2 separate regions of the Oryctolagus cuniculus genome follow, and region 1 is linked to region 2. The links are chromatin contacts, called in public Micro-C maps. All regions are on one chromosome and are shown on one strand. Each heading gives the region's core, a stretch centred on a gene start, on an enhancer-like site or on the middle of the called end of the contact. The rest is flanking DNA. Distances are from core to core; before and after follow the strand shown.

Region 1 (5,668 bases), core at 2,617-5,116, 90 kb before region 2:
GCTGGACCAGAAGAGGAATAACTGGGACCAGAACCCGGCACCCATATGGGATGCTGGCACCGCAGGCGGAGGATTAACCAAGTGAGCCATGGCGCTGGCCTCTACAGTAGCATTATTTATGAAATAGCTAAAGATATAAAGAAACAACCCAAATCCATAGAGATGGAAAGCAGATTGATGATTTCCTAAAACTGGGGCAGGGATTAAGGGTTAGAAACAGGGAGTTCCTGCTAATGGGCGCATGATTTCTTTTTGGGGTAAAAATGTTTTAAAATAGAACTGTAGCAATAGCAGCACAACTCTGAATAAACACAAAACACTGAATTGCACTCTAAATAGGTGAATTTTATGGTACGTGAATTATATCTTAATAAGGCTATCCACAAGGTTTTGGAAATGTCACGTTGAATTGGAAGTGCTGGGGCAGGTATGTGGCACAACGGTTGAGCAACCTCATGGGACACACAGAACCCACATCAGAGTGCCTGGGTTCAAGCTGCAGCTCCGCCTCCAACTCCAGTTCCTGCTAATGTGCACCTGGGAGCAGTGCTGATGGCTCATGCATTCAGCTGCCTACTGGCCATGTGGTTCTAGACTGAGTTTCCAGTTCCTGGCTTCGGCCTGATCCAGCCCTGGTTCTTGGAGGCATTTAGGGAGTGAATCGGCAGACAGAAGCTTGCTTGCTCATTTGCACTCGCTCTCTCTCTTTCTCTCTGCCTCTCAAATAAAACAAAATAAACAAAATTTTAAAATTGTAAGTGTCTAAATAATTCTGCTACCAGAGCCTATAAACAGACTACAGAGGCAAGACATATAACATATATGAATGAGGTTGGGTCTGATGTAAGAAAAATAGAGGGTAATGAACACTGGCCAATTGAAAAAATGTTTGTCCAGTGTACCCTTTACAGCTGTTCAGGTTTAAGACTTGTAACTTTGCAAGACTATGGACCAATGTTGACATCTCTTCCAATCCTGAAGAGAAGTCAGAAACCTGGGCTTTTCTCTGTTTTTAAATGGTGACACTGAATCATGAATGCATGTGTGTACTTTTTTTTTTTTAAAGACATCATTGGGAGAATCAAGTAAAACATGCCTGTGAGGTAGAAGCGCCCATGGCTGCTAGCACATGACCCAGGGTCAATACTGTAGTAAGTACGGGCTGGCGTTGGCTCAGCGGTTCCTTTGTCTACTGAACACTGTAGTACATAAAGTGAAATACGTTCAAGGGGCTCAGAAAGCTTTAAACATTAGGTAACCTCCACCACCCAGAAAACCCAATCCGATAACAAATACACAGAGCTCTTCAGTGAAAGGCACTGGAAGGCAGGGGCAGCGTGGAAGTAGAGCCAGAGCCAGGACAACGCAATTCTCCCAAAAGGAAAGTGCCCATCTGTGAGGAAGGCGGGCTCCAGCAGCCTGCTCAACAGGCGTGCATAAAGGCTCCTAAGTTCCAGAACACCGTGAGGCCTCGTCTGGTGATACCTGACACTGGCTCTGGACTATCTGAGTTCATTTATTTTTCATTGCTGCAGTGAACAGCGGGAGGAAACAGACTCATGGCCTCTCAATATGCTTATGAACTTCAGGGCAAGACGCAGCTCATTCTTCCAACGTCAGGAGGGAATAGACACTTGAATCCAGGTGCTCTGCGGGCTGCAAGAGATTTAAATCCCGGAGTTGGCTGCACAGCTGAATATTTTCCCAACAATTCTCTTATGAAGAAATTTCCCAGGACAGGGACTTTGGAGGCAGACGCATTACTGTTCACATAATTGAAATAGCAGGTGAATAAAAGGGGAGGGGGATAGGTGATTTGATGAAGGGTCATACAGGTGTCCTTGAAAACGGACAAGCACTGGGGAATCAATTTGTGTGTTCTCTAGGAGACTTAAGGAACAGATTGTTACAATCAGTTAAGGGGCTGCATACAAATGACACTCCTTTGTGTGGACGTCTGCAAATCTATATAGCGTCAGCAGTTGTCGGGAATCCAGATCAGCCAGGGAGAGCTAAGCAGGAGCATGTGTTAATGTGTTTCAGAGAACAATTCCCCTACTCCTCCCCAAAGGAGGCACAAAGGTAACAGCCTAGAAGGGTCATCGTCTTACTAGCCTTGGACCGAGACTTCAAATCTCATTAAGTGTGCTCTGCTATAGAAACAATAAACATGGTAACCAAACAACCAGGTGGTGATCACTAAAACTCTATTCACAGCATGATGGATTCTTTGATAGATAGTATGGATGGAATATACCCTCCACTGTCCCTGGCCCCCTTCTCTTCTGCCTGGTTGACCTAATCCACTGTCTTGACTTGGAGGATTCTAGGTACTTCTTAGCTGTCTTTCTTGACTCATACCACGGTCACCTATTAGACTTCTATTCCTGAATGTATCATCTCATTAGTATCCTAATTTAAGCTCAACATGTTATGCAGTGACCTTATAGTTCCTCCAAGGCTGCTTGTCCTCTGAATTTCTTGAAGGCATCCTGATCCACCCAATACCCCAGTCCCTATGTGGGGTAATTCTCCAAACGTCAACCCCTGCATCCAACTCCCAAACGCTGTTCAAATCTGTCCTTTCACCTCTCCCCTCCTGGTACCACTTCTAGACCACACAGCAGCTTTCCAGCTGGTCTCCGCGTGATCCTTTTCTCCCACCCGATGTTATCATCAGAATTCTCCTTTTGAAAATGTAATCAAATGAAATAACTCTCTTTAGAACCTCCATAAGCCCTTTCAGTCTTACAGAGTAAGGCCTTGGCAGGTAATGCAAGGTCCACCACAATTTCGACTTCAACTAACTGATAGAGCCTCATTTTTTGCCAAAAGTCCTTAAGAAATGTCTTACTTTATCTTGAACACACTACTCTTTCCACACCTCTTTGCATTTGCGTATGCTGTTCCTGTATTGATGATGTTCCTCCCTCCCTTGTCAATCTGGAAAACACTTTATATTCTACGAGTTCCAACCCAAAAGTTTCCTCATCTCCTTTGTAGAAATATTTGTTGCTTCTCATGTGTTTTCCTAAGTATTTTGCTCATACCAATCACGAAGCACTAACACAGTGGCTAATACAATGTCTGGGGTGCTTTCTTATTTACTACTTTATCTCAATGATTTGCACTAGGGTACTTCATCAGTGTCCATGAATTCAGTGCATACACCATGAGATTAAAGCATGACAAGACTTTCCAGTGTGACTTAAAAGCATAATGAAGAATCTAAATGTGAACACTTCTTCTGTAATAAACTATAACAAACTATGAGGATTGTTAGCCTGACCTCAAAAGATGTAATCTGCAATATACGGCCTTGACTTAGACAATCAGGGCTGTCCCTTCAGTCCTGCAAACAGTGTCTGGTAAATACTCAGCACTGCATATGGCTTGCTGATACTATTGGTAGAGGCTTATGATCCAGCCCATAGTCTAGCTAAACTGACTTAAAAGTAGCTGTCACCATACAGTAGACCTTTTAGAATACCTAATCTTACACTACGAAGGATAATACACACATAGGCCCACGTTTGCTAACGCCTGTGAAATATTCTGCCCCACACACACTCACAAGCCACTTACTAGTATGTAAGGACGGTGGGCTTAAAAAGCTTTCTGGCATTATTTTCTAGGTTTTTCTACAGACCAACATCAAGCCATTTATCTGACCTCCTTGATCTACACAGCCTATCCAGAACCCACAGCTATTTTCTCGAGGCCTGAATGAGTCAGAACAAGAAAATGATTAATCAACTTGGAGAGATTTGAAAGCTGGACGAGAGCCATCCTGTGAGTAAAAGCTCAGAGCTGTGGGACCGCAGCAGTTGGAAAGTTAGGGGATTTCCATAGCTGAAACATTTGGCTGGCTTGCCGTGGTCCTATGACCTTGCAATAAGACAGAACAGACCGAGCTGGGTGATTTACCTCTGACAATATCCTATGTCTGCTGCCTTTGGCTGCTCACTCTGACTTGACAAAATCAAAGTTATTCCCCCTGAGCCTCGTGACTTTGGAAGTGGCTCAGAAAATTCCCTTTGCTTTTTCCTCCCCATGGATATCATTCTCAGTCTTTGGCTTCACTTTTACGTATGTGAGGCTTAAATTAGAAGTGAATGCAAAGCGCCTAGCACAGTACTTGGCAAACAGTTAGGTGGGTCTGCTGTTTCTCAGGCCAGCTTGGTCTCCCAGCACTCGGGGTAGGCAGCACCATCTTGCTTTTCTTCCGTGCCAGTTGCTACCCTGCCAGTGCCTTTGAAAATCCCCTTTCCCCCTTCAGATGTGCGTCACGTAGCATTTTCCTTACTTCATCTAATCCAATTCTTACCATTCCCTTTTTGGGAGACTTGACGGCTGATGTCTTTAAGACATTACTCTAGTATTATACCACTGTTTACACCCGAAGTACTACAGGTGATGCATCTGAGCAGCGTGGTTGCATTTTCCTTTGTTTGTTGTTTGACAGGTACTGTTTTATCGATGTGAGGGCTTCCTGTATTTCTGTTTCATTTTTCTCCACCAGTTACGCCTCTGCTTCCATTCTCTTGCCCTTTTGCATGAAGTGCACTGCTCTCTTTCTTCTTTCATTTAAACATATGAATCACTTGGATTTTATTACCACTTCTTTCTATCCTAGTGCCGCTTTCTGTTCTATCATTGCATTTATAATACATTCCTCGTGTCTGCTATCAATAATGTGTCAGCAGGATATCTAGTGCCTGATTGTTTATTGGTCTCCTGTCTCCATTTCTCTCTTTAATATCAGCTATTTTCCTTATATAACATCTTAGGTTCTTGCCCACAAACTTAATAAAGAAATAAGCTTAGGCAAAGCTCTCTGCTCAATTCTCTTCCTGACCTGAAGGGATAGAAGTCCCTCTCCTTTCAGGGAACACTGTCATCTGTCTCAAGTCTCATGAACCCACAGGAACAGACATATGCAAACAGCCACTGCTGGGGTTCTTTATCTCTTGTTGGGCAAAGACAGCTGCTGCATTTCACTGCAATGGCATGGAGGAGGCCTGGGGATCCTGCCTTTTGGCACATAGGTCAGGCACACTGAGGCTCAACAGCAGAAGAGAGAAGATGCCTGGGTGGCAGCGGAGAGTCAAATGGTAGTTCAGAGAAGAAGGGAAAAGGAAGGGAATTTGAGGAAAGAGGAACAGAAGCTACAGATGAATCAACCACAGGAGGAAAAGAAAGGGGAGATGAAAAAGATTTAGAAAAACACAGGACTGGAGGGAGGCAAGCGGAGTGGCTCGGGGAGAGAAAGAATCAGGAACAGAGGCCAAGAGGAAGAGAAAGGTGGCACGCAGCTGGTCATCCACTTGAAAAAGAGAGCACGAAGGGAAGATATCCAGGGATGAGTGAACACAGATGAGAAAACATTCCAGATCAACGTGCATCCTCATTGAAAACCCCCTTGTTGTTACAATCTGCTCCCCACAATATGGCTTCTTGTTACAAATCCCTCAGCCTATAGAAGCAGAAATATCCCTCTTGCCAAAGCCTTTGAAGTCACTCGCTCCAGTCAAGCCCTCAAAGACTCAAATCCTGTCAGTCTATACAGCCACAAGTGAGAAAGTGGCCAGGACGCTCTTCTGACCCTTCACTGCTAATGACTGGCCCACATTTTGATGATGCTGAGGCTGACGGTGATTTTATCTTA
Region 2 (5,958 bases), core at 3,371-5,870:
TAGCCTGGTCACATAACCCAAGACAAACCAAATCTTTCACAGGATGTTCACAGGCAAAACGGCTGGGGAATGTAAAGGGGAAAAGAACTCCCCCAAGAGGAAGGGAGGAGAGAAAAAATCAAAGCCATCGGCTCTACCATGTGCCAAGGAAAGAGAGTGAGAACACTGTTCAGATGGCCCATAAGCCAGGTAAGAGTGACCGCTGGTCCTGACAAAGTCCCACACCCCGGCAACCACCGCCACCAACGCCTCCACCCCCAGACTCCTCTGAAGCCTGCAGCTGCTTTTCAAAGCCCCCAGAAAGCAACTGGCAGAATCGAGAGACAGCTGGAAGGAAGGGGATTAGGCAAGGACTTGGCATAAATAGAAGTGTAGCCAAAAGGCACAAATACGAAGGGAGAGAGACACTTTTCCTGTGTGGTTTGCGTGTGTGGTATGGGGAGGGGAGCTCACAATTAAGAGCTGGCCCCAGTTCTGGTCTTGATGGCCCGAAGGAGTTGGCAGGCACAGCCCTTCCCAGGGCAGGCGGGCCAGGAAATGAAGCGCTCAGCGCCTGCTGAAATGTTTTGCTCACTGTCACCCTTTTCATGTTCGGTCCCTGGCCCACTTGTATTTTCCTCTTCTTTGGGGATTAGCACATATGTGTGGGCAAAATCCATTGTGGTTATTTGGGACTGGGCTGGGCATCCTCCGCTCCCACACCCTGTTTGTCAGCTAGGGACCTTGAATATATGAAATCCTGACAGAGTGCAAAACGAGCTGTAGATTGAGACGAGCTGTAAGGGACCCCAGGGGTCATCTCACGCAGCCTCATTTTACAGATGGGAAAAGTAAAGGAGGCAAGAAAAATCAGGCAGTCGCTGAAGCTGCAGTAGCTCTGCCCTCCCACCCAGCGAGGGACCTGTCCACAAAAACCAGTGTCCTGTAGCTGTACCCCGGAAAACATAATAAGCCTCCCCAAATCGAGTTTTTAATGGGGACTTGATAAGAATTGTGACCTCTTTCTCTCTGTCTGCTTTCTGATAAAAAATTTACATATAAGGTCAGTAATTATCTAAATCAATCAGTCACCAAGCAGAAAAAAGAAAGAAACGAGCTAAGAGACTTATATGACTAAGAACACTCTGATATCAAGGGAAAGCACAAACTCAGAAAAGGCAGCCTTCCAAGAGCTTCAAGGATCCTAACTCTGAAGAGGAGTTTATAGTGTAGACGGGTAGGGGAATATACACTGGTTTATCTGCAAGGCCATAAAGCAATTATCTTCTTTTCTCAAACTGTGGCTTCTTTTACTCCAAAACACCTTTGGTTCAGTACTATGGAAACCATATTTTATGACATTAAAAAAACAACACTAGCTAAATTACCTAACTTTTCCATCCTTATGTACATTTCAACCTAACATATATTCTTTAACATCTTTACCAAACGCTACAGTAGTTCCCCCTTTAACTGCAGTTTTGCTTTCCACTTATATGGTTACTATTGCTCAACCACAGTCCAAAAATGTTACGTGGAAAATTCCAGAAATAAACAATACATAAATTTTAAATAACTTTTATTACAGTATATTATTATAACTGTTCTACTTTTTTACTATATATTGTTATTAATCTCTTACTATGTCTACTTTATAAATTAAACTTTATCATAGGTATGGCTGCACAGGAACACACACACACACACACACACACTCGAGGGTTTCAGTACCAGGGTCATCTGCAGTATCAGGCATCAATGGAACATCTTGGAACATACGCTCTGAGATAAGCGGGGACCTCTAATTCTGGTACAAGGAGATTAAAGACTCTGTCTCTGAAATAAAGGTACCCAACATCAACCGGGAGAAACCGCAACGTGCATAGAGCAACCTAGGGCAGTCAGCGCAGTGACGAAGGCACTGGCCAAGCCCATGGGAAAGCAAACCGAAGATGAACCGGAGAGGAAGGACAAAAATCACTCGCTATGTTTTCTTTTGATTTTTTTTTCCATAAAACTTTCCAAAGAAAATGACATCATTATTGTTATGTCGAAATAAGATTAACAAAGAGTACTGGAACTCAGTAACTATTAAAAGATAAAGGTTTGAAACAAAGCAAATAATAATGCTGATGTAACGCCCAGACCAGAGAACACATTCCAGAGTCACCCCAGGAGCCTCATCTACTCGTATTCATGCAGGCACCAAGCATGGACAAGACGTTTCTCCAGGTACCACAGCAGACACAGTCATGAAAAAGCTGGTCTCTCGTATTAGGGGGTTGATCATCTCGATTCACCAACATATTCCCTCCCAGGGAGACAGAAAGAACTCGAGGAGCAGTATTCAAACCTTGTGGCTTGGGACCCCTTTTTGCTCTCAAAAATTATATAGGCTCTGCAGAGCTCTTATTTATGAAAGTTATGTTTACTATATTAGATGTGAAAACCAATGGATTTTTAAAGCATTTAATTCATTTAAAAAAAACGCTAATAAACCTAGAACATCTTATCATAAATAACATTTTTATTTAAAAAGAACTGTATTTTCTAAAACAATAAACATTAGTGAGAAAAACCATTGTTTTATATTCTTGGAAATCTCCTTAATATCTGCTTTCATAAATACTGATAGCCGGATTCTGATATGTGGTTCTGCTTTCAAGGTGTTACAGTGGTACATGATGTAAGAAAAAGAGAATGAAAAGGGAAAATAATGTTTGATGATGATGATGATGAAAATAATGTGACCTTTCAAAATCCTTCAAAGACTCTTTCTGGGAGTCCCCAGACCACAATTTAAGAATCATAACAATGCACAAAACTGGGGAGAGTATGAATTCAAACTTATTTTTTCTGAGGTTTTTAAAATATCTTGTAGTAACAGAGTTCATCAACCCAAATGGACTTGTTTTCTTGTAACTGAGACAAACTGGGTTGTGTGAATGGGTCCAGTCTCTCTGGCATTGTGAAGAGTTTGGGCTGGGAAGGTTTTGGCACAATGATGAGGGTAGCCATATGCCCCATTTGCTAGGGACAGTCACAGCTAATTCCTATTGTAGCAGAGCTAATGATTAGTAACAGAGCCCATTCATTCTCAAAAGTATCCTAGCTTTGATGACAAACAATACAGTCACCTTGACAATGCCTTCTAAAAGAACTGCTAGCCTTCTACCTCTTCCCACAGCGTGGACAGGTCTAAATAAAGCCACGCTGGGTTTGGTTTATGAAGAAATAGCCGATCAATCTTTTCTACTCAAAGTCAGCTTACTCTGGGAGAAAACGCTCCCACACCTTTTGATTGCTGTGCCTGCTCTTGCTATCTGGAGCTGTTTTCTGAACTGTTTTACATGGTGGTAGCAAACACTTGTTTTCTGGATCTGCTCTTAGTCTGGAGTTTCAACTCTAGGATGTCACTTTGGCCCAACTGTTTAAAAATGGTTAGAATGTAATGTACAGATTGAAGACTACCAATTAACCAGATTGGGTTAATCACTAGACTAATAAAACACCAGGCAAAATCTAGCACATCAATTCACCCCATCAGCAGAAATTGAAGCAACTCAGTAAGACAAGAGACTTATTTGCAAAGGTGTTAAATCTACCAGACCTAACCCCATGGGCTGCGGAGGGGGTATGAAGAAGACTGCAAAAGAAATGCTCTAAATTCTGATTAGTGGACCTTGAAACTGATGCGAATCTGGCTTTGCATCTCCAAGTGGCAGGGAAACCTCAGCAAGTTACCCAGCGCTTTCAGAGAGTAGGGTAGAATTATAAGAACATTTTTATGAGTTGTGGCTGGCAAGCCCTTGCCTGTTAAAACTCTTTAAAACCCAATGCCTTGGTGGAGGTAACATTTACTGTTTACTGTAGCTCTGGTTGTTAGGGGTTATTGCTAAGGTCCTGGTTTTCCATGACATCAGCAGCATTCCAAGGGAAGTGTGTGTCAGTGACTTTCAGTAATGACTCCCTTCTCCAAATGTTCAAAGCTTCTGCCAAGTGGCCCTACACCTGCACACCAGCTGAATTGGAGGAAAAGGAAAAGCAAGATGGATTAAGTGGGATTTTTGTCTGGGTTCCTTAATGAGGCTAAAGGCTTTTTCTTCCTTCGGTGTTGGGTTTTGTGTAATAAATTGGTGCCAACCCCTTTAGGAGTGACATGACTCATCCTTAACTTTTCATAAACTGATCTGATTATCTGTCATGACCTCTCACTGTCATATTTTGGAATAGCCTTTCAAGAGATTTTTTCTGCAGGAAAAATTTAGGGCTTAGTGAGATAATCAGCATGGCATGCCAACCCTCTGGGAGGGTTTCCAAGCGAGGCATCTGCTGCTCCTCAGATTAGCAGGAAACAGAAGCAGTGAGGAGACATTACTGCGTGGCTGCTATAAGGATTACCTGGCTTCCAACATCTCAAACCAGATGTGCACTCTCAAGGCTGCCGTGGATCACAATCAGGGATCTGGTTAACCTGATCCAAGGCTGCCCAGTGCCCACTCCTGTGGCTCAGGACTGGTGTTGGGGCCAGCGCTGTTTGTGCACCTCTCTAAAACCTTTCTTCCAGAAAGGCCAGGATATTTTATCAACATGAACTCATCAGTAGTCATGACAACCCTCTGAGGAGAGAGGTGGCAAATATTAGTTCAGGTGGGAGAAAATTGGGGGTGGAGGGAGGATTAAGAAGAATGAAATTCTCTGCCAAGAGCGAGGCAGTGGGAGAGCTCAGCCCCCTACTGCCAACCCCTGAGAGAACTCACCCAGGGCTTGCACCAATTTTGCCTAGGCTAGACTAGCCTATTTAGTTCCAAAGAGTTGTGAAAAATAAGCATTGCTGTTATTGAGGCAAACCTTGAAGCTGTCAGTGGGAAACAGTAATAATTTCACATAGACACAAAGGATAGTCCTCATAAGAGTTTCAATACAAGAACGATGCGATATGTGCATTGAATTTCTGTTTCTTGAATGACACAAGGCAGAAGCATCCATCTTTTTATACCTGTTCCCTCATCTATAAAAGCTTAAAAAAAAGGCACCAATAGGATATCTCCAGGAGATGTTTTGAAATTTAAAAATGAATGGCTTGAATTGTATAGATTTTTTAGGATCTCTGACATGCTAAAAAGTCCCTATTATAGTGTACTATACAATTCTAGAAGAAACTGCTTTAGCCACCAGTTCTTAGAGAATAGGATGAATCCATAATATTTCAAGTGATCTTTTTAAATAAAAAGCCTCTAAAATTACAAAAAAAATCATTGTCATCTTGCAGAAACAAAGAAATTTTAAGTGGTAGAGTTAGGATTTTTTGTGGTATATGGAAAGCTACAGATAAATTAATTATTTCCCAATTTCTCTTTGACTTTATCACGCTGGATTCAAACATGAAAATACATGAACCTTTCCCATCAACCATATTTTGCCTCTGAAGATGAGGAAAAAAATGGCTTTGGGGCTTGATTATTTAATTTAACAATAAAAATCTGTTCAGTATAAACTAACAATTTAAAGTTTTTATTTATTTTATTTATTTGATAGGTGGGATGGAGGGCAGAAAGAGAGAGCAAGAGAGCTCCCATTTACTTGTTCACTTTCCAAATTCTCCCAATAGCCATAGCTGTTCAGGACCCAGGAACTCACCTACCACATGGGTGGTGGGACCCAGCCACTTGAGCCATCACTTTCTCCCTCCCAGGGTGTGCAATGACCAGAAGCTTGAATAAGGAGCAGATCGTGGACTCAAAGTAGGCACTCCAACATGGGATCCAGGCATCCCAACTGGCAACTTAACCACAAAGCCAAATGCCCAACCTTTTTTTTTTTTTTTTTTTTTGGACAGGCAGAGTGGACAGTGAGAGAGAGAGAGAGACAGAGAGAAAGGTCTTCCTTTGCTGTTGGTTCACCCTCCAATGGCTGCCGCACTGATCCAAAGCCAGGAGCCAGGTGCTTCTCCTGGTCTCCCATGGGGTGCAGGGCCCA

The links. Hi-C and Micro-C count contacts between places; a contact is called where the count stands out from the background.
Region 1: a Micro-C map of ear pinna shows a contact between it and region 2, with 2.7 times the contacts expected there. The contact joins two enhancer-like sites. A contact is called at or near these places in 3 of 6 Hi-C or Micro-C datasets (ear pinna, embryonic fibroblasts and skin fibroblasts).

Annotation. Positions count from the first base shown.
Region 1 is chr20:14,096,694-14,102,361 of mOryCun1.1, reverse strand. The region is part of intron 7 of RAD51B (RAD51 paralog B); the gene reads right to left. LOC103351641 (a long non-coding RNA gene) reads left to right here. Exons shown (of 3, transcript XR_007911782.2): 2 at 3,636-3,792. Among named protein-coding and RNA genes, the nearest start is that of RAD51B, 380 kb to the right of the region's middle. Within about 2 kb of position 3,866, at least 3 of the 8 cell types and tissues checked have an H3K27ac peak or open chromatin away from gene starts, as enhancers often do. A contact at or near this core is called in ear pinna, where this site is marked.
Region 2 is chr20:14,007,218-14,013,175 of mOryCun1.1, reverse strand. All of the region lies in intron 7 of RAD51B (RAD51 paralog B), which reads right to left. Among named protein-coding and RNA genes, the nearest start is that of RAD51B, 300 kb to the right of the region's middle. Within about 2 kb of position 4,620, at least 4 of the 8 cell types and tissues checked have an H3K27ac peak or open chromatin away from gene starts, as enhancers often do. A contact at or near this core is called in ear pinna, where this site is marked.